2 separate regions of the Rattus norvegicus genome follow, and region 1 is linked to region 2. A link is a contact called in public Hi-C data. All regions are on one chromosome and are shown on one strand. The core of a region is the stretch at or near the end of the contact, and the rest is flanking DNA. Distances in the headings are between cores, read along the strand shown. Region 1 holds the start of Fam120b (family with sequence similarity 120 member B). Region 2 overlaps LOC120099128 (a long non-coding RNA gene).

Evidence for each region. A called contact is a pair of places that touch in the nucleus more often than the background predicts.
Region 1: a Hi-C map of liver shows a contact between it and region 2, with 4 times the contacts expected there. The contact joins the promoter of Fam120b here to the enhancer-like site in region 2. A contact is called at or near these places in 3 of 12 Hi-C or Micro-C datasets (hepatocytes and liver).

The regions. Positions count from the first base shown.
Region 1 is chr1:65,010,691-65,014,460 of GRCr8, forward strand. Fam120b (family with sequence similarity 120 member B) reads left to right here and starts at 1,536. Exons shown (of 10, transcript NM_001107466.4): 1 at 1,536-1,913.
Region 2 is chr1:64,677,011-64,680,734 of GRCr8, forward strand. It overlaps LOC120099128 (a long non-coding RNA gene), which reads right to left. Exons shown (of 4, transcript XR_005498081.2): 4 at 1,578-3,724. Among named protein-coding and RNA genes, the nearest start is that of Ermard, 22 kb to the left of the region's middle. Within about 2 kb of position 2,386, at least 15 of the 93 cell types and tissues checked have an H3K27ac peak or open chromatin away from gene starts, as enhancers often do. A contact at or near this core is called in liver, where this site is marked.

The sequences.
Region 1 (3,770 bases), core at 286-2,785, 330 kb after region 2:
GGTGGGCAGAGACGAAGGCTGGACTGGGAACCATTGTACGGTTGGTTTCCACCGTCCCCAAATCCCCTAAGACTGAATGATACTGCCACCACCCCTGAACAACTGAAGGACTATTAGGGTGGTGGCAATTGCAGCTTTAGTCTCACCTTTTCTGGAGACTTGGGATTTGTCCATCAAGAAGCTGACCCTGGAGGTTCAACCTGTCATCAGGGCAACTGAAATCAACTGAATTGATTATGCCTCTCCTTTAACTACCAGTGTCCAAAGAAGACTTCATGTCAGCCGTGGATGCCGCAAAGAGACTTTGTTGCTATCAGAGGAAACCACTACCATCAACAACTACCCGGCTGTGGCATTGCCTTAGGAAACTCTGACCATGACACCTGGAGATGGCTCTTAGATCACCCTACTCAAGAACCCCCAGCCCAATAGCAGTATACAGGAGAAGTTTTTACTGCAAGCTGCCCCTGTGCTGCCAATAAAATTTACTCCGAGCGGTTCTGATGCCTCCTTGTAGTCTTTATCATGGGTAGGGTAGCCAGAGTTGGTTGCATAAAAAACAGGTACAGCACCCAGCCGAAGACAGAGGGTTGTTCAACGGGCCATGGAGAGCTGAGACTGTGAATCGCTGCAGAAGTGTTGGGAAAGTATGGCATAGAGGAGAACAGAAACCGCAAAAGATAAAATAATACAAAATGCTGACGCTGGAAAACCTGCAAGCGCCAGCTGCTCCAAGAGTTCTGGAAAGTCACTGAGTTGCTACCTCTGGCTGCTGAGGAAGCATCCTGGAGCTGCAAAGCTAAAGGCTGAAAGCCCAGATACCATAAAGCTAACACAAACTGGGTGTGTTGACTCATCAGTTATTAAGGCTAAACCTATATAACCTTGAGATCCAAGTGTTTCCAGCCCCCCAAGTTGGGGTAAACCGACACACACAAAGGAAGCCTTTGTATTGGAGATTTCCATTCAAAATACCAGACAGCCCGAATGTAGCCTACAAGGATGGCCACTTCTCCCAATAAAGTGACCGTGATTATTGTCTGTGACAACTCTGTATGTGGACTCCCAGCCCTTGATGCTCTGGGTCCAAGTTGCGCCGCCTTTCAGTACTGATATGCCTAAGGAGATTCAAGATCAAATCAGCACCCCAATACTTGGTGTGGTCTATGGCGTTAAAAGGGTTTCCAGTCAGTATCCACTGCGGCCTGTCTGCAAGCACTACTGGAGCAGGACAACCAGGGTTAGTGCCGGCTGCCACTCAGCCTGAAGACTCAGCCAATGGGACAAACCCACTTTTCCGCAGTCGAGTTATCCAGGGGTGGGCGGGTCTCCTAGGCTTTTCCCCGGTTGCTGGGCAACGGGTTCACGCTTCCCTCTCCCCACCCACCCACCCACCCACGCCTGAGCACCACCCACTTCGCCACCCTCTCTAGCGCTTGCGTACTACACCCCTTTCGTCCCTTCGTCCTTTACTTCCAGTTATGTAAGCACAAGCTTCGCTTTGTCAAACCAGGCTCTTCTCCGAGCGGAAGTGCAATAACGGAAGCGGAAGTGAGCACGCCGGAGACTGCGGGTCTGAAATCAGGTTGACGCATCTACAGACACTGACTGCTGTGCTCCTCTGGGTAGGCAAGGCTCCGGGATCGGCCCACGGCCTCTGCAGTCCCACCTCCCTATCCGGCGCTCCTTCCAGCCTTAAATCCGCTATCCCCGCCGTGACCACGCCCCTCCGCGCCCTACGTCCTGGCCTCTCTGCATCCTGGCTGCTCTGCGTCCTGGCTGTTTCCCCGGGGTAGAGGGGAGAGGCAGCCATCCTCCTGCTGAAGCGGGGTAGAGGCCTTTACTGAGCCCAGCTGAGGACCAGCGAGGTAGAGTCTCAGACTCTAGTAGCGGCTGGAGAACTGGTACCTGGGGTAAGGAGGATGTGGGACCTGAAGTGATGGAGAGGCCAGGGGGCTGGGCCTCAGCTGTGTTGAGTTGTTCTGGGGAGGGGACCATCCTTTTGGTTTAGGTTTTTCTACATATGCTCTCAGACCTTTCCATCTCAGGGACTTGCGGTTACCCACGACCACTGTCATCAAGCAGTCTCTCATTTCTCCTATCTCCCATCCATTAGAGGATATTGACTGACGTTAGGGTAGTGTACGAGCGCTAGCTACTTTCCCCTTACCTGTTTTTGAAAGGCACCAGCAACAGATGGGCTATTTCTCTTGCCACTCACCTTGACTATAGCACCTCCCAGTTTAAAAAAAAATTCCAACCGGCCAGTTTACATCCATGAACACCTTTGGCCTGAAAAAAACGTAAATGGATAACATTTGAAGCCATTTGTTTTCACATTCGGAGATTCTATCTCCAAACTGGAATTTGGATGTATTTATAGAGCTGATAATGAAAAGTTCATGCATTAAACCTTTGGAGTCTCCTTGCTTACATGGGAAGATCTCAAGGTACTGGGAACGCAAGACCCCTTGCTCATAATTGTCATTTTTTAAAAAAAGGAAGTATCCTCAGTTACATATTGTAGGCCCTTTACAACTTGCCATTTGTCTTATCTTGCTGCCTTGCAGATGTTCTTGTCCTAATTTTTCCTCTCCATTTCCACCATCTGCAAGGTGTGCTGGATGTTTATGCTGGTCATTGGGTAGAACACTGTGACTTCTGTGTTGCAGATCCTAAATTCATTTCATTTCTGAATTGACTCCACCTTGGTAAGAAGGATATATTCCTTATAATGCTATCAATCGTTGTTCCAGAGCTTAATACAAAGTATAAATAGTTTTAATTTTATAATGGGAGTCTGCAAACTGTGAGTGGAATTTTTTTCTCCTTTATTACATCTGTCTGCCCTTTTTTATTCATTTATTTCAGCAAATAGACACTGGTTCTAGTGTGTCTGTCTGTTCTGACTAGCCTTTGTCTTCACACAATCCCTGTACGAAGTCTGCCTTCTCTATACTGTCTAATATCAAGGCAAGACCCATCGTGTCCCAGAAATGAATATAAACTGTCAGGGGGCAGAGATGTAATTCAGTGGCAGAATGTTTGCCTGCATACATGAGTCCCGCACTACACTGTAAAAGGTACAGCTGCAGAAAGTGTCAGCTTCCTGAAGTCCAAATGATTGATTCCCTGAGTTGAATCATGTCACCAGTAATTATGTCACTGCAGTAACCCAATTACTGTCATTACAATTTGATGATAGATCCTGACATCGTAATCTATCATTTAATAATAATAATAATAATAATAACAATAAAAGCAAGGCTTCTTTACATTTTAACACAAAATGTATAATTTGTTTTCACCCAACTTTTTTTTTCTTTTTTTTTTTTTTTTTCCGGGGCTGGGGATCGAACCCAGGACCTTGCGCTTCCTAGGCAAGCACTCTACCATTGAGCCAAATCCCCAACTTCACCCAACTTTTGATGTCTAAGTTGCTAATGACAGCCTCAAATTCTACCAGTAGGTAGTAACCAGTAAATTCTTAAAATGGTAGTCCTGTGAGGGTGCCTTTTTAATTAAGCCTAGAGTTTTTACAGCTTCTTCATTGGTATGATGGTGCTTAAAGCTTTTGCTACCCATCAGAAAGTTTGTTTCACAGGTTAGTGTGTGTGTGTTTGCGTGTGTGTCTGCGTGTCTGCACATGTGCATGCCTGGCTGGTGCATACACAGTAAAGGCAAGATAATCTCTCTGCCCTAGGTCTTCAAGAGGCATTATTTTGTGTTGCTTTTTATAAATTGAGGATTTGTTGTTAATATTTTATCAA
Region 2 (3,724 bases), core at 1,136-3,635:
TGATGAAAGGCATGAGCAATCACAGTCTGAAATCTGTTCCATCTTCATGAGGGAAGATTGGGGTTGTACTGTGTGAATTAATCCCTTTGGGGGAGACATCAGCATGGCTAGTGGTGGTGACAGGAGAATAAGGGAGGTAGCAAGGTCACTATTAACCAACCACCAATCACCATACTGCTGATGGGGGAGGGGAACCCTTTGTCTAAAGGAACTGATTGAGCTTTGCAGAGGAAGGGGTGCAGACCTGCAGTGGAGACTGGCTTCTAACCACTCGCTCGGTCTCCCCAGCTGCAGTCAGAAGTCACACCTGGACACCACAGTCAGTCAGCCAACACTCTGCCAAAGCAGGGCGCCCTTGTGGGATTGGCTCTTAGGGACTAACAAAGAAAATTCTTTACAACAGATAAAAGGGAGTGTCTGTGGTTTGGTTTACAGCCCTACTAAGTAATTTTAATGAAACTAAATCACTGTGGTACCTCCAGAGTTTGGGTTTTGGAGGAACCAGTTTCTCTGTGGGCTGTGTCTGGATTGTAGAGAGCCCATGTGAATTAACTGGGACCGATTAAGATAAGTCTTGGATTGCATCAGATGTTCTCCAAATAAGACCCTGGATGTATACAGGATGTCCCCTTGACACATCAATTAATTAATCGGAAATGAAATATGCTCAATTCAAAACAGCTAGTCATAAAGCTAAGTCCTGCGCCAGCCAATGGCTGTAGTTGATGGAGCTTTGTAAGCATACACTTGCCATTATAAATATCAAATGCCACCTTTCCAGAAAGCTTACATATTTTCAAAGCTTTTGCTATCATTAATTGCTCAGGACTTTGAGTACTCCCAAGACAGTGTTATTGACTCCATTTAGGAGGACGGTCAGAAACTTAGTCCAGAAAACTTGGAACTCACTCCCCTGCGAAGGAGGCAGGGGAGTGCTAGTCCTCAGCCAGCAGCCTTGTCTTTGTGGAGATCTGCTGGGCTCTGGCTTAGCTGCTTAAGTGGCTCTCTGGATGGTTCACTGACAGTTCCCCTGAATCCCAGAAATGAACTTTATAATCTCAAAATCTTAAAATGCAATCTCAAAACCTTCCCAGCAGCTTGGCAGGGAGATGGAAATAGCCCAGAAAAATACAGAATGAGCAAGAACGGGCTACAGTCTACAGGCTGAGGGGAAGGCTATAACACTAAGGCCAGTCCTTAAGAGTATGAGGTCCAGGAAACCTGTCAGAGCAGAGGGTAGGGTCTGCAGGTGATGCAGGGACAGTGGGCACAGGGGCCTCCAGTCTCTCTGTTTTGGCCTTAATTAACAAGCCTATGAGAGTAGCTTAGGCCTTGCTCATATGTCAGCATGTAAAGTTCTCATAGTGCTGAATTTAGAGATAAATCCCTTCCACAGGCTGTGGCCCTCACTTCCCACTTAAGACATGCTATTTTCCACGGTCCTATGCTGACCCATCCTCAGGAGCCTCTGTGTTAGTTGTCAGTCTTGCTGGAGTCAGAATCCTGACTGTCCATCTGGACCTGGGCAGTCTACGCTTCTGGCTCTGTTGTTGTTTGTGTGTGTGCTTGTTCCTGTATTACCTGTAAATGATAGAAAAGTTAATGGTGATTTTCTTCTTTAGTTGGGTCCAGGATGAGGTTCGGACCTAAGTTAATGGCTGAGGGGTCTGCTAAATCACTGGGAACATTGCACTGTGTTTATATATTGATCTTCAGCTGCTGGGAGCTGTGTCAGTCAGTGGTGGGAACAGGAGGTGTGAAGCCACACCTTAGGGGTCCTCCACGAGGTGTGATACTCACAGGCTGACAAATGGTGGGAATATTGCTTCCCTTAAGTGCTGGTCATGTCCAGATGGTGCTAAATATCCGGTGCATCACCTCACAGCCCTCCCTCCACCCAGCTCTTCTGCACCCCCTTTAAGTCCTGTGCCCGAAGCCCCCAGTGCTTTCAAGTCCTGTGCCCGGATCTCCTTGTGTTTTTCCAAGTGAAGGAGCTCTGAAACTCAGGACCTGGGGTTTCAGAACCGCTCAGGAATCCATTCTTAGCACGCCTGCGACATTCTGTGTGCCACCCTGAAACAGCCAGTCTACCCCAGTCACCCAACTTCATGATTTTTTTTTTAATTTTTATTTTTGGCAAGGGATCCCTTTACGGGCTGCCAGGAAGTACAGTGTTCATGGCTACCCACAGGCCCAGGGCTGTGCTTCAGTGCCGGAACTGTGCAGGCCAGACTGCTGAGTCTGCAGTTACGGCGTCTGTGCTTTTATCTCGTTCTCCACTGCTTCCGCTCCTCCGTTTTGGAACACACGGGATAATATGCTCTGGTCCCTTAAGGATATAGAGGAAGGAACCATTTCCATATCCACTTGACTCAAGTCACCACAGTCAGCTGCTGGCTGAGCAAACTGACCTCAGATGAGTCACAATCCAGCTCACACAAGGTCACAGTTCAGCCAAACTCAGAAAGTCCAGTTGAGAGGTTGATGTCTGTGCTCAAGATGCCAGTGTAAGCAAGAGGGGTGGGGGTTGGGGGGATCAATGCTTGGTTCCAGCAACTTTCAGGCTCAGGAGACCACAGTGAGACCATGGGGCCCCAGCCCGGATGGGTGGCCAAGGGACAAGGCAAGAGCTGATAGGGATCAGGCAAAGTGCAGGGCTACTAAATGGGGCCCTGAAAGGCTGCTAGGTTTCCAAAGCCAGAGCGCTTCCGGCCTAAAGGAGTGTGTGTGTGTGAAATCTGGCCTCGGAGTGAAGCTTTAGGGTGATAAACTAGATCACAGAGGCCACAGGAGGGACCCAGGCAACTGTCACCGGACTGTGAGCCACCACTCATGTCACCCCACACCTCCACTGCATGTCACTGACCCAGACATGTTATCAGAATTAATCCTCACAGTCACCAGAGAAGAGAAGGACGCGCAGGTAAGGATATCAGGCTGTGGTCCAACAGGGTTTAACCTACACACGGGCTGTGTCAACATAAGGACACCGGTCACACCAAGGGACATTATTAGATCGCCAGGTCAGCACAGAAACCCAATCTTCCACCAGACGTTATTGCAACTTTCCATACTCCAATGGGTTTGATTCCTCCGCACTCATCTTTTCCTGTCTGGCTCCTTGCTGGTTCCAGGAAAGCTCTGGGCAGGTTGCAAATGTCTGAGTTGAAACAGCTCTTCCAGGGGGAGGATGCATCAGAGACTGACAGCAGGGCAAAGATATCTGCTTTGCCATCCTGCAAAAAGCTGCAGATTCCACCTGCCCTGACTAGGCTGCCTTCCAGAGTAAGCAGGCTGATCTCAGCCACAGTATTTCCACATGCCCGACACCCTGCAAACCGTGGAATGATGCCTGGGTGTGCTAAGCACAGGCGGCATCCGGAAGCTCCTGACTTCCTGGTGTCCTGGGGACTGTTAGTAAGGAAGCCAGTTGAGGAGCCGCTGCAGGAAGCCGCTCAAATCAGGGATCCTAGCAATTACTTAGGAAGTGGCTTTCATCATCATGAGTTGCAAAGTAGAGAGAGTAAAGGAGGAAGTGGAAAGTCGTTTGGTGGGGGAAATCACTCCATGGTGTTCGAAGGTCACTCCTGCAAATACTATATAAAATTGAGGTTATTGTTCATAGCACCACAATGAGTGGTCCATAAAGTCAAAGGGAGCTGAGTTTGGCTACTGGGAAAGTAATATTTGTTAATGAGGCTGCAAGTTTCACAGAAAGTGTACA